Linked DNA regions of Mus musculus: all the other regions are linked to region 2. The links are chromatin contacts, called in public Hi-C and HiChIP or PLAC-seq maps. All regions are on one chromosome and are shown on one strand. The core of a region is the stretch at or near the end of the contact, and the rest is flanking DNA. Distances in the headings are between cores, read along the strand shown. Region 1 overlaps Gm11515 (a long non-coding RNA gene). Region 2 holds the start of Samd14 (sterile alpha motif domain containing 14). Region 3 has its middle 23 kb from the start of Gm11544. Region 4 holds the start of Dlx4 (distal-less homeobox 4).

Region 1 (4,199 bases), core at 1,327-3,826, 180 kb before region 2:
CCCCACCAAGAGACCCAGAGACCCGAAGAGGGAAATGCAACCTCACCACTGAGGTCAGGGACACTGGGGGAGAGCCACTCATACTCACCAAGGCCGTCAGTGAACCTTTGTGTCTCTCTAGGGGGGTGTCCTGAGTCATGAGGAGAGCTTGCCCATGTGTGTGTGTGATGGATGAATGAATGAATGAATGAATGAATGAATGAACAAGTAAATGAATGAATGAGTGAATGGAAATGTTGACCACAGATGGAGTGAATGGAAATGCTGATACAGATGAGAGGCAGGAAGGTGGTGTGAAAATAACCCACACCACAGGGGTCGATGCATTTTAAAAAAAGACACAGAAAATGACAACCAGGTATGTACTGGGATGTGATGTAGGAGGAAGAAGGAAGAGGAGGAGGAAAAAGAGGAGAGAGACAGCTGTGGCCACCAGGAGCCAACCAACCATTCTTCTTTTTATTTCTAGCTGGGTACAATTTCAAAAGCGGCACATGTGAAGTAGTATGGACTGGCCTCATTTCTCTACCCAGACGGTCCGTGATTTGATAGCTATACCTCTCTAGTCTTGTTTACTTTTCATTATTGTTGTTTGGGCACAAAGTCTCACTGAGCTCAGGCTGGCCTTGAACTCCTGATTCTCCTGCCTCCACCTCCCAAGTGCTGGGATTACAGAGGTGCACCACTATGCCTCTCTCATGCTCTTTCTCTTACTCTCATTTTACTATCGGTGTGTGTGTGTGTGTGTGTGTTACTAGGGATACAGCAGCCACCCTCTCCTGAACAATTCAAGGGTCACCCCTCAACGTTTCCAGGTGTATGTCCCAGGAACAGGGCTGTCCTCTTCCCTATCAGTTTCACCTTTTCACTTTGATCACAGAATTTCATTTAAAGAATCTATTCTTCATGACCATATTCTAATTTTTATACTTAGCCTAATATGGTTGTTCAAGATAAGATTTTACTATGTATGGGGTGTGTGTTCTGCATGTAGGTATGTGCACATGAGTGCAGGTGCCCTTGGAGGTCAGAGGCAATAGTTCCCCTGGAGCTGGAGTTACGGCAGTTGCGAGTCACTTGACTTAGGTGCTGGGAACTGAACTTTGGTCCCCTGCCAGAGCAGCTCTTAACCTCTGAGCCATCTCTTCACCCTCAGGTTGGTTTCTTTTTTAGATAAAGTCTCGCTTGGATAGCCCTTGCTGGCCTGGAACTCTCTATGAAGATGACAGGTTTGCTTCCAACTCCGTGACCCTCCTGCTTCTGCTTGTGAGGGGGACATCACACATGTGCCTCTGTGTCTGGCCTATGGGCTTTAATGTGTGTGTGTGTGTGTGTGTGTGTGTGTGTGTGCTGTGTGGATGCTTGCATGTCACATGTTGTAGAAGCTCCAGATCAACTTTGTGGAGTTGGTTTCCAGGACTGAACTGAGGTTGTACAGTTTGCACTGGAGGACAGCAAGTATCTCAGAGCCCCTCATAGAGTTTTGGTTTTCTACAAGATTTACCCCTGAGATTCATAAGGATTCTTATGGAATGACCGAGACAACTATCCAGGGACACAGGGACATGAGGAGTGGACACTGAATGGGATAGAGGATGGCACGCACAGAAAAAAGTCCCAAGTCCCCAGCAGGCTGGAGTATTTAAAATTTGACAGGGCGAGGGCTCAGCTGAGCCCCGGATCCCTTAACTCACCAATGTAAGGGCTCTCCTCTCTCTCCCTCCTCCGGACCCATTATGAAAGTGCTCTACTGTCTGCATGCCTAGCTCTCCTGACAGCAGTCTACGGAAGCAGACAGAAGTCTGTGTGTCAAGTTGCCTAGACCAGGGCCTGCTGTGTCCCCAGTACTTGTATACTGGGGTGGGGGGGGTGGGGGGGAAGGTGGAGGCAAGGAGAGCAGGAAGCATCCATGTCACTCGTTCCAGATGCTGCAGCTGGTGAGCCCTAGGCTTAATGGGGCCAGGGGGAAAGTGGTCTCTGCAACTCATGACAGGCAGAGGTTCTACCCACAGTTCCTCTGCTCCACTGAAACCCCCTCTGCCCTCAGGCTGCTTCTGGAGCGTCCCCTTTCACCCTTCTGAGGAGTTCTAGTCCCTTCTCAACACTCACATTCTGGCTAGAGAGGGGGCCCGGTAGGACGCTGTTCATGTTTCATGCATCAAATAGTGCCTGGAACCCAGTAGATACCAAAAATCCTTCCCTTAATTTCATCTAATGGCCAAATCCAGTCACCTCCACGCATCTCCCTGGGACATGCAGAAGGATCTGGACAGCAGAAGGCACACAATGGGAGTGAGAGGGCACGGTCTCGATTCCTGCTCAAGGCCCGGTGGGTAGAGAGCAAGTGGCTTGTGACTGAGAATGTCCTCTCCATATGTCTGGGGTATCAGGGATGGTTCCTTGGTCCACCTGTGCAGGGACAGTATGTGGGATGTCAGAGAGACAACTTGCTGACCCTCACAGGTCCTTCAAGCCTCTACCCCCTCAGGCGTGGGTGGTTGGCTCAAGTCTACACCACTGTCTTCGCCAACCCGGCCAAAGGTGCCCCATACAGATGCTTGGTCTGGGAGAGTGTCCAGCCCTTGGTCCCCAAGGTCCTCCCACCCCTGCTGGACAGTGGCCTCTCCCAGTGACTCAGTCCTGACGTAGTGGGGCAAGCGGAAAGGCCATGGGCGGAGGAGGTGGCGGCTCCCCTCCCTCCTGTCCTCACTTCCCTGGTCTCAGTCCCCATAAACTCCTCTCTTGACATGCCTGTCCTCTCCCATGAGCCTCTGGGCTGGCAGTCATTGCCTTTGTCTGTGGCAATGAGCCTTGTGTGTGCCTCACTGTGGGTCAGTGGACACAAGAAGTGAAGCTTCTTGCAAAAGAACCTAGGTTCTGTCTCTTGTCTCCACAGGAGCGCATGCTGATGAAGAACCGGGGTCTAGCTCCTTCCTCAGGCCTCTCGTAGGCTCCTCAGTTCGACTCCACAGCTGTCTATGCCCCGGATTCTGCATCCTCTGGCCTGCCCCCTGCTCTCCAGAGCCCCCGTAAGTGTGTGACCCCAGCTCTTGATCTCCAAGTTGGAAAGAATTCCCGTTCTCCCACCTTCTCCCTGTAGGCCAAGCACCCTGAGCCTCCAGCTCTGTCCTGCCCACACCCTGCCCAGTGGCCCCCTCCTCCACCCACTTCAAAGCCCAGAACTGGCAGCTGCTAATTACATGCCCCCCACCCCCTTCGCTCGTTAAGTGTCATTAACCCCAGTTTACAAATGAGGAAACTGAGCTGGGGAGGTAAAGGACGGACGTCACCCCCTTCATCCCCACCCTGGCTCCTAAGCCGGGACTGGCACAAGGTTAGGGGGACCCTGCCAAGACTCCCCTTCCTAGGAGGATTTGGGGGGCTCAGTGTTCTTTCTCAGCTTCTACCTCCTCCCTCTTCCAATTCTCCCCCTTCTCTTGTCTCTCCTGGTAGAGTGTGAAGCCCCTGGCTTTGTAGGGTAGCATGGAACATCTCAGAAATCACACACAGCAAAATGCAAATCAGGCCCCCAATTACTTTATAGAGTCAGGGCGGTGGCACGGGAGTAATAAGACGTAGGGAGTGCAGGGACCCCCGCCCTCCTGAGCATATGCTCGCCAGAGGCCCTCAATGGGATGGGAAGGTGTTGGTGATGCGTGTCCTGAGCGAGGCTGGGGGAAGGTGGGGTGGGAGCAGTGCTGACTCTGAGGAGACTCTGGAGGGCTCCAAGCTGATGCTGTCAGCTGGCCGGCCCTGCCCTGGGGACTAGAGAAGCCCTGAGTGTCAGCCCTCCGTGGGAAGGCGTCCCTCTGTGGCTGGGAGTAGAGCCAGCTGCTTGACCCTGCTTGACTCAGCTGACTGGGACTTGGAGGTCCGTGAGAGCCCTAGAATGTCCCCCAAACAAAGAGGAACAAAGGTCTTTTACAGACAGAGAAACTGAGGGAGGAGTGGGATTTGTTCAGCAGGGATTGCACAGTGCAGAGGGAAAGGCTGACCCTTGGAGCACGCTGTTGATGCAACTAGGGGGGAAAAAATACAAAACAAAACAAAAAAAACAAAACGGAAGGCTGGAGAGGAGGGAGGGAGGGCAGATGCTGAGTGTGCGGCTCTATGGAGAAAATGCATTGGCATGCAGCTGTCGCTGGCCTCTCATATAAATCCCTACCCTCCCCCCCCCCACTTTTTCCTACCCCCTCCTC
Region 2 (4,160 bases), core at 1,522-4,021:
TGCCATACAGGAGAGGTCCAGGATGTCTCAGCAAGGGACCCCTTTGCTGTTTTTGAACTCTGGGGACTAACAGCCCCCTGAATATCTAGAATATTCTCTCCAGGCCTGAGAGGCCAGATTAAGGTAGGTCGGTCCTCAACATAAACAGTGTCTCATCATTGGATTGCAAAACTTTCTCTGATTAGGATCCAGCTGTCCCTTCTCCAGATCCCTGTCCTAGGATGCCGCCCCTATTTGTCTAAAGCTACTCCAATTCTGAGAAATGAAGACCTTGTCGTTTCTTTACTGGTTTCCTATGTGGGTTTTATCTCTCCCTGACAGATGAGCCATGTGCCCTCCCTTCAGACTGGAGACTCAGGATAGTAGCTGCTTCTCCTATCAGAGTGGCTGCTCTCTACAGACAGTGGTGACACCTCCTCTCTTAAACAGAGCAGGCCAGCCTGCGTTCTTTCCTGATGGTCCCAATCCAGTGATGAGAGCCTGTGCACTAAGGCCTATTTTAGGCCCCCTTGGGTAGACTGGGGCCTCCAGCTCAGCCTTTCAGCCCATCCTGATTCAGCACAAACTGCTTTCTTCATCTCTATCTTTAACAGCCAGCTCCCATAACTGTCAGGGAGCCTTCCCGCTCTGTCCCATGTAAAACTCCATGGATGCATAGTATTCGGGTCACCTGCCCCTGTCACTGAACTCTCTCCTCCCTAAAACACACCCTAGGAAAATTAAATCCCCACCTCACCTCTCTTCCCTCTTTGGCTCACACTCTTACTCAGGAGTGTTAACTACACAAGGATGCAAATGAACCTGTCCCCTTGGACAACCTCTGGGCTCCCTGGTCAACAGACCACTCCCTTCCCCAACAGCTTCCAGTTCCTGGAGGACCATTAGGGACCTCTGACCTTTCTCTGGAAAAAGGAAAGGCAGGTGAGTTCCAAGCTACCTGGAGCCCAAGGGAAGGAGAAAGCCAAACAAAAGGTCTACAACCTGCGGGTGGAACAGAAGGAGGAACTAGCAGATGCAGAGGGAGAGACTGGCAGTGTCCACTGGGAGCTGGGAAGAAAGATCAAGAAAGAACAGACCCAGGAGGCTCAGGGAAAGCAGCTGGGTAGCCCTGACACCCCATCATGGGGTGAGAGAATAGAACAGAATGCCTGCCCCACAAGCAAGAAGGGAGAAGGATCCTGAGTAGGGGAGGGAGAGAGACAGAGAGACAGAGAGACAGAGAGATGGAGTCAGAAAAGAGACACACACACACAGACACACAGACACACAGACACACACACACACACACACAGACACACAGACACACACACACACACACACACACACACACACACACACACACAGAGCCGACAAGTCCCAGAAGTGGTTGACATGCAGGCTGGAGATGGGGGAGGCAGTTGTAGAGCAGCTAAGGAGCCGAGCCCCTCCCAGGCCCCCAGTCTTCAGCCAGCCCCAGGCTTGGAGCTGTCCGCAGGAGTTTGACAGCTCTTCCAAGCGTCCTAGAAAATGGGGTTAATGGACAGTGCACCTACACCTATCATAGAATCCCCTCTCCCCAATCTCAGAGGATAGAACAGTTTCTTCAACCCATAGGTCTAACTGCCAGATAGGAAGGAGTTAAGGCCTCTCCCCCTGCCCCCACACCAGTTTTTCTTATTTCTTTTTCTCTTCATTCTTTCCTCTCCTCTTCTCTTCTCTTCTCTTCTCTTCTCTTCTCTTCTCTTCTCTTCTCTTCTCTTCTCTTCTCTTCTCTTCTCTTCTCTTCTCTTCTCTTCTCTTCTCTTCTCTCTCTCTCTCTCTCTCTCTCTGTCTCTCTCTCTCTCTCTCTCTCTCCCTTTCTCTCCTCTCTCTCTTATTAATTTCCTCAGGCGGGAGAAATGGGATTAGGGACACAAACCCTATTTCTGCTCCCTCCCGACAGCCCAGCTCCCCCCTCCAGTGAGGTCTCCCTAGGGATAGAGAAAGAAAGGCCCTTGTGGCTTAAATCCATTTAGCCCTACTGAGGGTCCCACCTTGAGTCCAGTAGTCGCTAGCCACGCTTCCCCTTCCACCCTAGGGGACCCGGCCCCTCACCTCCAGCATCCGTCATTTTCAGCGTCCGGCGCCCCGGGAACCCCTCAGGCCCATGGTGTTCGGGGCGACTGCCGGGCAGGAGAGGGGCGAAGGACTTTCACCCCGGTCGCGGGGGGCTCCGGGCTGGCTGGAGTCGCTCCATTCCAGGGTGTTGTGGGGGATCGGCGGGGAGAGTCCCGGAAAGAATGGAGAGGCGAGGTGTGTAGGGATGCAGGGAGAAGGTCTGCGGGAAGCAGGAGGCGCGGGCGGGGCTGGACGGGGAAACCTGACGGGAGGATGCTCCGTGTGTGCGTGCGTGTACGTGTATGTGTGTGTGTGTGTGTGTGTGTGTGTGTGTGAGAGAGAGAGAGAGAGAGAGAGAGAGAGAGAGAGAGAGAGAACCTGAACGCCACCTCCCGCCCCGCCCCCGCCAAACCCCGGGGGTCGCGAACCCTCGCGCCACCGGCCGATTTGTGTAGCGTCGCAGTGGCTAGGTCCGTGGGGGGTCGCCCGGGATAAGGCGACGGGGGGGGCGGGGGGGGCGATACGCTTATGGGGAGGCCGAGCGCCCGGGAGACAAAGAACGGTAGGGAAGGAGGGAAGAGGAGGGCGGGCGGGGCGGAAGCAGCTAGGACCGAGGGGAGGAGGCGGCGGGTGCCCGCGGCCGGCCCCGGGATCCCAATTGCCGCTACTTCTCGGACCGCGGGAGTCTCAGCGCTAGGGAGTCTGCGCGCGAATGGCAGGGAAGCGACCAGGGAGGCGGTCCCGCCTTAGGACGCACGGGGCTTTCCATCTCCTCTGCAGGGTCTGTGAGGGCTTCTGATTCTCTTATTCAACAAGCATTTGCCGGGCGAGCGGCCAGCCTGGGGCGCTGAAGCAGAAGGGGACCGCCGTTGAACAGAACAGACGTGGTCCGGTGTAGTCTTGATTCAGCCAAATGGGACTTCCCAAGCCTGAGAACTGTGGGCCCAGGAGCGGGAAAGACTCTTTAAGTTCTGGAGGGGGCGTGCACCCGAGGCACTGGAGAAGGACACAGGGAAGATTCCTAGAGAAGTGTGGCTACTCCTGCTGGCCAAGCTATGGGAGACTTACTCCTGGGCATTGCAGGGTGGATGGACCAGTAGAGAAAATTGAGGTGGGAGGGTTGATACTTCATTCTATTACTTCCTGCCCCGCCCCCCAATAAAAGGTTAACCGAGGAGGAAGGAGTTCCAACATAGATTTTAGAAAGATTCTTTGGGCACCCCAGTGGAGAACGGACTGTAGAGGGCAACCGGAAGTCTGGGCGCTGGCCTCAAGGGATTGTTGAATGATGACAGCAGTGGGCATGAAGATTAAAGATCAGGCTGAGAGCTATTCTGGCTATAGAATTGAAGACACAGACAGGATTTGGAGCCGGCTAGACAAAGAACTGAGAGAGAAGGAGGAGTCTAGGTTGGCTGTGGGTCTTGGCTGGGGGCCTGGCAATTCTGATGCTAGGGGTGGGACGTGGAGTGGATGAGCTCAGACTTGGACTTGGTGAGCCAGAGATGGTGGCAGGTCAGAGGTGGTGGGTGTGATCATCAGCTAGCTACCGAGGAGCAAGGCTCGGGGTATGTCAGGTACTTCTCAGATTCTTTAACTTCACCCTCCCAATAAACCTCTAAGTTAGGGGTTTCTCTTGTCCTCTAAGGTACACAGACCACACACTCACAAAAAGGAAATGACTTGTTTAGGAGTAGGTGGCAACCTTGGAGAGAGCCCAGGACTTAGCGTAGTAGAGTCTGGAGAGATAGAGTACTCCTGATGGCTTGTGGGAATGGGACACTGCCAAGGGCCCGTGGGCAGCAGCATGTTGAGCCAGGAGTTCCTGATAACTGTGAGTAGGAACAGCATCAGTGGGTCTCAGGGCATCCCAGAGCTTGCGGACCTCTGGATAGATGTAGAACCTGCAGAAAGTCTGGCTAGGCTGTAGGTTCACACGGAGGAGATGATGTCTCTGGTGACCGACCACCTGTGCAGATAGACACTCTCTAGGGCAGTGGTCCTCAATCTTCCTGATGCTGCAACCATAAACCATATTTTTGTTGCTATTTCATAACTATAATTTTGCTAGTTGTGAATCATAA
Region 3 (4,410 bases), core at 39-2,538, 140 kb after region 2:
GTGGCTGGCACAGGTGGACCTCTCCAGGGAGTAGTCTGGCAACTCTTGTCAACAGACCCACCTGGAAGCCAAGGAGGAGACCAGGACGGCAACTCTGCCGAGGCAGGAGGGCAGATGGTGCTGTATCCAGCTGCAGCACACCAGCATTGCAGCGTGTAGTGTGCCAGCCTCAGGCTTGGGGTCTCCAGCTACCTGACTGGACCGCTCCGCCTGCTGGGCGCTATGAAAGATGCCATAGTTCCAGGAGGCTGGGTGCTGCTTGGCAGATGGGAACCTAGGTCTTTGGAGCCCTCTCTATAGCACCTGGGTTCCTCTGCCTCTCACACCCTAGGGGAGGAGTCCAACTTCAATGCCTGGAAGTACAGTGACTTGGCTTAAACACACGTGTCGCAACCCTCTGCCCACTGAAGCCAGTGACCACTGTCTTCCTATGTCAACTTCACCAAATGGACCAAGATTCTGCTCCTCTTCCCTGACACGCACAATCTAAGCAGCACAAAGGTTCACAAACCCCAGCAGACATAAGGTACTCATTCAATGTGGCTCTTCCCCTGCAACCACGAAGCCCTTCATACCCACATACTTAGACCCCAATATCTATTCTTTTGTCGTGCTCCTCCCCCCCCCCGCCCCCCTCCCCGCCCCATACAGTGCTACAGTTCTGAAGCAGGCCCAAGGGAGGCCAGCATTTTTTACCCTGGGCTTCTCCCAACCCCTTCCTTCTCACTCCTCCCTTCCACCTCCCCTATTGCCACGCCCCTTCTCCTTCTCTGACCCTTGGCGGTGATGTGTCCAAAGGCTTTTTCTCATTTCATCTCTGAGCATGTAGTAGGGTGTGCTAGGCTGCACATTGTGGGGGGGGGTGAGGCAGGGAGGGGGGTTGCTCTAGAGGACAGGGAACAGCAGCTGAAAGCGACTTTGGGCCTCACACCCCCACCTCGACTGCCCACCCCATCCAGCGTGAGTCATCCCACATCTGGAGTTGACCCATTTGGAGGCACTGCAGCCTACTCAGGCTGCTCACAGAGGCACCCCGGCTCCCCACTGCATCGCATCCTGTCCTCTACTGGCAATGGGGTCTTGCTTCTTACAGCCCACCCCCACCCCAACCCCTACCCCCACCCCTGCCAAGAGTGGGCTGCTCTTTCAAGCATGCAGGCACCCAGTGCCAGACTGGAGGAATGATAAGCCATCCTGCCCATAGGGACTCTCCCCAGTCGCAGTAAGAGTGTCCATGGCTTGGATAGACCGTGCAAGCAGCCTTTGGAGGAGCCCAGACCCAGGGCTGGGAGAGGCAGGAGCCTGGCGGTAAGGAGGCAGTGGTTTGGCTCAGAAGGCAGAGGCAGGCAGAGGGAGTTTATTCTGGCCCAAGGCCCCAAGCCAAACATCCTCCACTAACCTAGCAGACACTTCAAAGCCTGAAGGAAAGGGGCCCTTCGGTAAAGGAAACCTGAGGTCCTGGACGCCTGACAACCTGGCTCCCGGCACAGGACCACCCTGTCCCACTCAGTATCAGCCGGCTGGATCAGACTTGAAGCAATGATCGGGAAGGGTCATTTCTATCTACACCCCAACCCCATCGCCACCGCCCCCCTTACCCCCCCCCCCGCGCGCGCGCCTTTGGGGCTATGACAAGGACAAAGTCCTATAACTTTGGTCCCTAGAACATTTTCTTCTTAAGTTGTATGTGCCTCCCTGAGCCCCCCTCTATTCTCCAGGCAGGAAAGGTTGCTAGGAGTCACTTTGCACCCTAATATGTTGTCCTCAGTTTGGAAGAAAAGGACCATTAACTGTGAAAGAACTAATTTCCCTTCCCAGGCTACCTTGCTCTGTAAAAACCTTTTCTACATGGTCCAGGCAAGGACTGAGAGGGCAGGGGACTTACAGGCTAGAAGGAGAACCTAGCGTCAAAAAAATAAAAGCTAAAGTAGAATCAGAAGGCAAAACCTGGGCTGCGAGCCACTGGGTCTCCCTGGAGGCCCTCAGGGGCAGAGGGAGGGAGCCCAGCGGCTAGGCGCTAACACTGGAGAGGGAGGCGTTAACAGGACCACTGCTGAGAGGGGGGTTCCTGGAGCCAACTTGGAGATAAGGAGGCTGGGCTAGGGTGAGGGGCGCGGCCACGTCAGCACAGACGCTGGCTGGGTGCACACAGCACGTGCACACGTATGTACTCCGACGCACGCGCCGTCACATGTGTGCGTGCACACAACTGAAGCCAAGTCTGTCCTCAATTGGGAGCCAGATGATGTGGCTACTCTGCGAAGCCAGGATCGCAGGAAGAATGCGTTCTCCACCCACCTCTTTCCTCCTTCCTCCGCCCCTTCTCGCCCTCATTTTTATTTTATTTATTTATTTATTTTTGACTTCCTGGTTTCTTTCCTGGATGTTCCCAGGCTGTTCCCTGGTCCAAACTTAACTCACAGCCCCAGACCATTAAGAGACTCTCTCTTCAATGTGCCCAGCCCTCAGAGGGCCTGCTTTTTTTTTTTTTTTTTTTTAGCTCCCAGCTTCTTTGGGACTTGGAAATTCTTGTAAATGTAACCGCAAGCCCCAGCCACATCATGGATTGTTGTAAGACATCATACAGACAGGGTACAGTAGAAGCCTCTTTCAAGGGGTAAGAATAGAGCTGAAAAGTGAAGAATCTAGGAATCTCAAATTCCTTGTTTCTTTATGGCCCCAGGCGCCTACCTCAAGGAATAAGGGGAGCACGGAGCAGAAACCGAGGTTGTGGGAGTGGATGAAGACCCAGATGGAGGAGACTGGAGGTCTCTAGACCCTCAACCCAGTTTTAGCTCAGCTTCTGAAGCTGACATCTTGGTACTTCTGTTTCATCTGCCACCCCAGACAGCCAAAGCCCATTAGCTCAAAAGTCTCCTCTTAGCCGGGCGCGGTGGCGCACACCTTTAATCTCAACACTCGGGAGGCAGAGGCAGGCAGATTTCTGAGTTCGAGGCCAGCCTGGTCTACAAAGTGAGCTCCAGGACAGAGAAAACCAAAAAACCTGTCTCGAAAAACCAAAAAAAAAAAAAAAAAAAAAAAAAAAAAAAAAAAATGTCTCCTCTTGCCACCACCATCCACTTCCTGAACACTGCCCTCAGGTCTGGGCCCCAGAAACCTAAACTTTGGAAGTATAATAGTCCCCAAAATGTCTTTTCTGCCCCCCACCCCTGCTAAGGAAGGTGAGCATTAGTAGAGACCCCCTAACCCAGTCATTAGGGTAATAAGCTCTCTGCACGGACAGTTTCAGGCGGTTAGCCCTACCTCTCTATCTTGTTCCACAGACTGGCAGCTCTGACTTGGGGTCAACTCCAAAACTCACGTAGTCCACCCCCCACCCTGTGTCTATCATTCAGGAAGAAGGGCTAGTGGGCTTCCATAGTCAAATGAATGTTGTTGGGAAGGAGACTAAGACCCTGGCCCCACTGGCAGGACCGGGCTGGCCCCTCTACCCATCCTAGAAGGTGGGTCAGCAGTTGTTCCCCCAAACACCCTTAGAATATCTCAATTTCTGGGGTGTTACTTTACTAAGAGAAGGGTTCATAAGCTTCAACGTGCTGTTGGGGGACAAGAAGCAGAAGTAGACACCTCCAAACACATAGCAAGTAGGGTCAATCTGGAACCCCATCACTAACCAAGGGCCACTCAACAAAGACTTTGGAAACAAATTTCCCCTAGGAGAAACTCATTCCTGACCCTGGAGGCTCCAACCAGCTTCCTCTCTGACAACACAGCCTCTGTTTACTTGGAACAAAGCACCATGGGAAATGAAGACTGAAACAGATTTGGCTGGTTCCCTGCAGCCTACTGGGAACAAAGAGGACTGGGTCCACACATCTTCAAGAGAGAAGGGAGAGGCCCATAGAGACAACAGGGAGGACGCTGGAGGGTTACTTTTACAAGACCAAAGTCTAAGAGGGCTTTCTGGAGGTGGTGGTGAGAAGGAGTTTATTGAATTTGAGAGAGGTGGGAAGCAACTCAGGCTGAAACCAGGAGAGAATTGGCGAGAGAGGGGTGAAGATTCTAGACTATGATGGCAGGGCAGCGAGAGGATGTTGGATGAGGGACTGTTTTGGGGACGGGGCCTTATGAAAGTGGCAGAAGGAGCCTCTGAAGGCTGGAGAGCAAAAGAGAAACATATTCCATCAGGGTCAGCAGGGCACCCAGGCTAAAGATCTTATGGAAAATGGCTGTGACATCCCCAATGAGCAAGGCTGCATTACACAGGGGAGGTGACAGCAATGACATTCTCCGGTCTCTGAGAGAGTTCTCCAGAGATCCGTAAAGGACAATGGGAAAGGAGTAAACTAGAAAGAGCAGAAATCTCTCAGATGAGATGTGATACAAATGCCTTTAAGCTCAGAGTTCCAGAGGCAGGGTTAATCAGTTCTCCATGAGTTCAAGGCTAGC
Region 4 (4,339 bases), core at 839-3,338, 140 kb before region 2:
CTAGAAATGTCTCTTTCTGTTTACTTATTTTTTTATGTGTATGGGTGTTCTGTCTGGGTACTATGCATCTGCCTGGTGATCAGAGAGGCCAGAAGAGGTTCTCAGATCTTCTGGAACTGGAATGGCATATGGTTGTGAACCTCCATGTGGGCGCTGGGAATTGAACAGGAAGAAGCAGTCAGTGTTCTTAACCATGGAGCTATCTCTCCAGCCCCAGACTTTGTCTATTTTAGAAGGCCTACATCTGCTCTGAGACCAGGGCCTTCATCCACTCCTTGCCATTTCTTCTAATAGCTGTCTGTCCTCTTTCATCTACCTAACACCCCAAGATTGCCACTTTTACTCTGAGCCCTGGTGTGTGTGTGTGCGCGCGCGCGTGTGTGCAAGCATAAAGATGGCATGTGTAACAGAGGGATCGAGTGTGTAGGTTTTCTAGGGAATCTGTGAGGACTTCTGGAATAGGAGATAACGCTGGGTAGTGATGGTGTTTGCCTTTGTCTTTAATCCCAGCGAGGGAGGCAGGAGGCAGGAGGCAGGAGGCAGGAGGCAGGAGGCAGGAGGCAGGAGGCAGGAGGCAGGAGGCAGGAGGCAGGAGGCAGGAGGCAGGAGGCAGGAGGCAGGAGGCAGGAGGCAGGAGGCAGGAGGCAGGAGGCAGGAGGCAGATCTCTGAGTTCCAGGCCAGCCTGGTCTACAGAATGAGTTCTGGACAGCCAGCACTACACAGAGAAATCCTGTCTTAGAAAATCAAACCAAACCAAAAGAATTGTCTCTCTCATTTTGCAAAGCAGCTTAGATGTGTGGGAAAGGGTAGCCCACACATGAGCATATATGTTCACGTTTGGACAGCCTTATTTCTGAGAAGGAAAATTAGTGATTTGACTTGTAATATACAAGCATATGTGCCAGGTAAGCACAATGTGTTTTAAATAAAAATATTACATTTATTTATGTTTGGGTTATGCGTATGTGTGAAGATCCATGCATAACAGAGCCCACATATGGAGCTCAAGAGACTAGCTCTTGGGAGTTTGTTTTTTCTTCCATTATATGGTCCTGGGGACTCCAACTCAGATGGTCAGGCTTGGTGGCAACCTAATTGCTCTTCATCTCTTGTCTGCTGAGCCATCTCATCCACCTCAATCCTGTGCTTTTATTCAAAGAGTTGCCCATGGTTGGGGATGCAGCTGTATATACACCACACCTTAAAGTCTGTGTTTGCCGGTCCATAAATGAGCCTCTTTTCGTAGAGGGATATTGGTATGTAACAATATATGTTGGATGAAGACTCTATGTATTTTTGTGCACGTGGCAACAGATGCTTGCATACATGGTGTTCATTAAGGCCTCCTGTCCTGCTAAGAGACAGGTCCCGAACACAGTCTGGAAGTACAATGGAGTTAGCCATATTTTCTGTGCCCTCCCAGGAGCCATCAAACTAGATTCATCCCCACTCCCAGATTTTGCCCCAGTTCCTGGGAGGCTACATTTTGCAGAGTGCCAGAAAAGGCGGGGCTCGGTACAGGCGAATCCCAGACAGCAGATTCCCTCCAGCAGCCTCAAGGGCCTGCAGGAGCTGTGGTGTCGCAACTAAACCGGGGCCCCTGCCGGAAGCGGAAGCTTGCATTGGGGGTGGTGAGGCGCAGTGGCGGCGGTCGCGGCGTGCCAGGCTCTGGGCGCTCGGCGGGGGCGTGCGCGCCACGCGCGTGCGGGGCAGGCTGGGCGCCAGGCGGCACCCTCCAGGCCCCAGCGTCTGTTTACCAACAAACTGCCATCGCTCTGCAGCTACGCATTCCGACGCGCTGAATAAGCGGCCGGCGCTGGCTAGCTGCTTTTTCCACTCCCTCGCAGAGCCCTGGCAGCGTGGGGCCATGCAGACCCGCGCGACGCGCACACAGGTTCTGAGTCTCCAAAGCGTCTCTAGTTACCGCGCAGCTTCCCTCGTCCCCTAGCCATCCCAGGCCCAATTTCCTAGCACCTTGAACATCGTTACTGAGACTTCCTGACTCTACCGATTCCCCAGGAACTCGGAGTTGATGCAGGGATGTGGGGTCCGGAGCTCGCATCCCTCCCGTTTCCCGGTGCACGCTAACACGAGGGGTGGGGGGCGGGCTCAGCTTGAGGTCACCAAGGAATAGCCAATCCGGGGTGTCTAAGTGGGCGGGGGACCCCTGGGGTCCCGGGAACCGAACCCAGAGGAAAAGATGGGGAAGGGTAAAACCACGGGGTACCCCAAAAAACCCTTTCCCGGGTGCGAGTTCTCTGCCGGAAGAGGCTCAGAGAGACATTTTTCCAGGCATCTGAAGTGTAAGAGTGGCTTGCTGGAGCTGGAGACTTTGAAAGGAGCTGGCAGAAAGAGTAGACAGCGTGCGGGCCATGACCTAGGCCCTGTGGCCCGGCACCGGCCGCAATGACCTCTTTACCCTGTCCCCTTCCTGACCGTGGTGCCTCCAACGTTGTCTTCCCGGACCTCGCCCCCGCCCTGTCGGTAGTGGCTGCTTACCCGCTCGGACTATCCCCGGGAACCGCAGCTTCTCCCGATTTGTCCTACTCCCAGTCCTACGGCCACCCCCGGTCCTATTCCCACCCTGGGCCGGCAACCCCAGGAGACTCCTACCTGCCCCGCCAGCAACAATTGGTGGCGCCATCTCAGCCCTTTCACAGGCCGGCTGAACACCCGCAGGAGCTCGAAGCAGGTAAGTGTGACCGCGGCGGCTCTCCTCACCTCTGGGGTCTGGGTTGTCTTTGCATAAATTTCGCGTTCTTCTGCTTGCGCGCAACTAGAGGGATTCAAACGCTTCTCTCTCCGATACCCAGGAATCTGCGGTAGGGGGAGGGCGAAGGATGGGGGAGGAGCGGAGGCAAGTTGATCTAGGTCTCCTTTTTAAATTCGACCTGGTTTCGATTTGCAGTTTTGAAAAGCCAGGCGGGAGGGCTCCCTACCCCACCCCCTGGAGCAGTGGAGCTGTGTGAGTACCTGTGTAACGGAAATTTGCCCTAATCCAGATGGAGAGGTGGAGATCTAACCCCTTCCCTGTGATTCTCCTCATCCTTCACTCCGTTCCGACATCATCCCTTTTGAGTTCTGGTCTCAGAAACCAGTATATAAATCAAACACTACTAAACAGAAATCAGTTTCCAGTTGGAGATAGGTAGACAACTAGGCTGGGTTCCTTCTCCTTTCCTGGGCCCCACCCCCTTTTCCTGGAGGTGCCTATACCCTGCAGGATCTGGGTATAAGACCCCCACCAACTGTTGCTCAAATAATAAACTTACAGGCTGGTCTACCAGTCTCCAGCTCTTTCCCTGGCCTCCTCTGCCTTGTGCCTAAGACATCTTTACCATCTCCACCTTTAACTTTGGGATACATTAGACCCAGCTTCGGTTGCCTGCAGCAAATCTGAGCTCCACTGGAAGGCTTCGGTGAAGACAGGGGAGCAGCTGGCCTTCCTAGCTCCGACCTATGCACAGCCCAACTGACAGACCCTGGCTGGCAGTACGAGGATGCTCTCCATAGACCCACTGACTCCTTGAACATCAAAATGGTCCAATTGTTCTTGGCATAGTCCTCGAAGATGCGCAAGTCTGTGATGTGACTTCACATAATCAGCCCCAAACCAAGATGTTTCTCTCCTTTTCCCTGGTCATTCTGGCATAAATTCATGACACATACACCCCCAACCAAAACCACATTAGAATAGAGGCTCACATTCCTTGTTCTATGGTTGGAGAAACTGAGATAGAAGGAATGCATATAGATAGATCCAGGACACAACTTTTTTTTCCAGGCTCCTGGACCAGGGCAAGTTCACTTTCCTCAATGGACGGAGCCAGGAAAGGGGACTTTAGGAACTTCTCAGGACCCCAGAAAGTTAACAGCTTTCTGGAGCAGAGTGGGGGTGGGCCTGCTAGGTTGCTGGGTCTCCTTGGAGGAGGGACAGTCCGTCTGAGTGGCAGAGTTTTGCATACAGATCTACAAAGGAACCGCTTGGACTCTTCTTTTTAGATATACTAATATACACTGGGGAAGTAAAGGCAAGGGGGGTCCTGAGTTTGAGGACAAGTCGGGCAACCTGCTATCCGTCCTGTGTGTGCACATGAGGACAGACAGTGTGCATTTTGGGACTGGAGAGGAAGAACCTGTCCTTATTGGGAGACCTGTCTGGCAATAAGGTGGACCTGTCTTCCATATGCCTTCCCTAGCTTGGTCCAAGAACAATGGACTGAAGAATTCTTTCTATTACGTACTTTACCCGGATACAACGAAAAAATAAAATAAAATAAAACAAAACAGAGACTCCATGTTCACAAACAGATTCTTTAAAAAAAAAATATACCGTAG

What was found. A called contact is a pair of places that touch in the nucleus more often than the background predicts. HiChIP or PLAC-seq counts read pairs in DNA pulled down with a chosen protein or histone mark.
Region 1: a contact with region 2 is called in an HNF4G HiChIP or PLAC-seq map of pancreatic cancer cells. The contact joins the enhancer-like site here to the promoter of Samd14 in region 2. A contact is called at or near these places in 3 of 115 datasets of contacts at active chromatin or transcription factors (double positive thymocytes, embryonic stem cells and pancreatic cancer cells) and 1 of 9 other capture datasets (pancreatic islet).
Region 3: a Hi-C map of uterus shows a contact between it and region 2, with 3 times the contacts expected there. The contact joins the enhancer-like site here to the promoter of Samd14 in region 2. A contact is called at or near these places in 1 of 39 promoter capture datasets (stem cell-derived epiblast-like cells), 10 of 484 Hi-C or Micro-C datasets (the HL-1 cell line, embryonic fibroblasts, embryonic stem cells and 3 more) and 3 of 115 datasets of contacts at active chromatin or transcription factors (embryonic stem cells and pancreatic cancer cells).
Region 4: a contact with region 2 is called in an H3K4me3 HiChIP or PLAC-seq map of embryonic stem cells, with 26 read pairs. The contact joins the promoter of Dlx4 here to the promoter of Samd14 in region 2. A contact is called at or near these places in 3 of 39 promoter capture datasets (embryonic stem cells and macrophages), 1 of 484 Hi-C or Micro-C datasets (embryonic stem cells), 2 of 115 datasets of contacts at active chromatin or transcription factors (embryonic stem cells and pancreatic cancer cells) and 2 of 9 other capture datasets (adipose tissue and liver).

The regions. Positions count from the first base shown.
Region 1 is chr11:95,185,433-95,189,631 of GRCm38.p6, reverse strand. Gm11515 (a long non-coding RNA gene) reads left to right here. Exons shown (of 3, transcript XR_388972.1): 2 at 2,897-3,029. Among named protein-coding and RNA genes, the nearest start is that of Dlx4, 42 kb to the right of the region's middle. Within about 2 kb of position 2,576, at least 19 of the 459 cell types and tissues checked have an H3K27ac peak or open chromatin away from gene starts, as enhancers often do. A contact at or near this core is called in pancreatic cancer cells, where this site is marked.
Region 2 is chr11:95,008,490-95,012,649 of GRCm38.p6, reverse strand. Samd14 (sterile alpha motif domain containing 14) reads right to left here and starts at 2,771. Exons shown (of 10, transcript NM_146025.2): 1 at 2,074-2,771. It overlaps Gm51875 (a long non-coding RNA gene), which reads left to right and starts at 3,316. Exons shown (of 2, transcript XR_003949594.1): 1 at 3,316-3,486.
Region 3 is chr11:94,870,824-94,875,233 of GRCm38.p6, reverse strand. It overlaps A430060F13Rik. Among named protein-coding and RNA genes, the nearest start is that of Gm11544, 23 kb to the right of the region's middle. Within about 2 kb of position 1,288, at least 108 of the 459 cell types and tissues checked have an H3K27ac peak or open chromatin away from gene starts, as enhancers often do. A contact at or near this core is called in embryonic fibroblasts, muscle stem cells, palatal mesenchyme and 1 more, where this site is marked.
Region 4 is chr11:95,143,550-95,147,888 of GRCm38.p6, reverse strand. It overlaps Dlx4 (distal-less homeobox 4), which reads left to right and starts at 2,088. Exons shown (of 3, transcript NM_007867.4): 1 at 2,088-2,693. The coding sequence starts at 2,408. Dlx4os (distal-less homeobox 4, opposite strand) reads right to left here and starts at 2,836. Exons shown (of 3, transcript NR_040279.1): 1 at 2,615-2,836.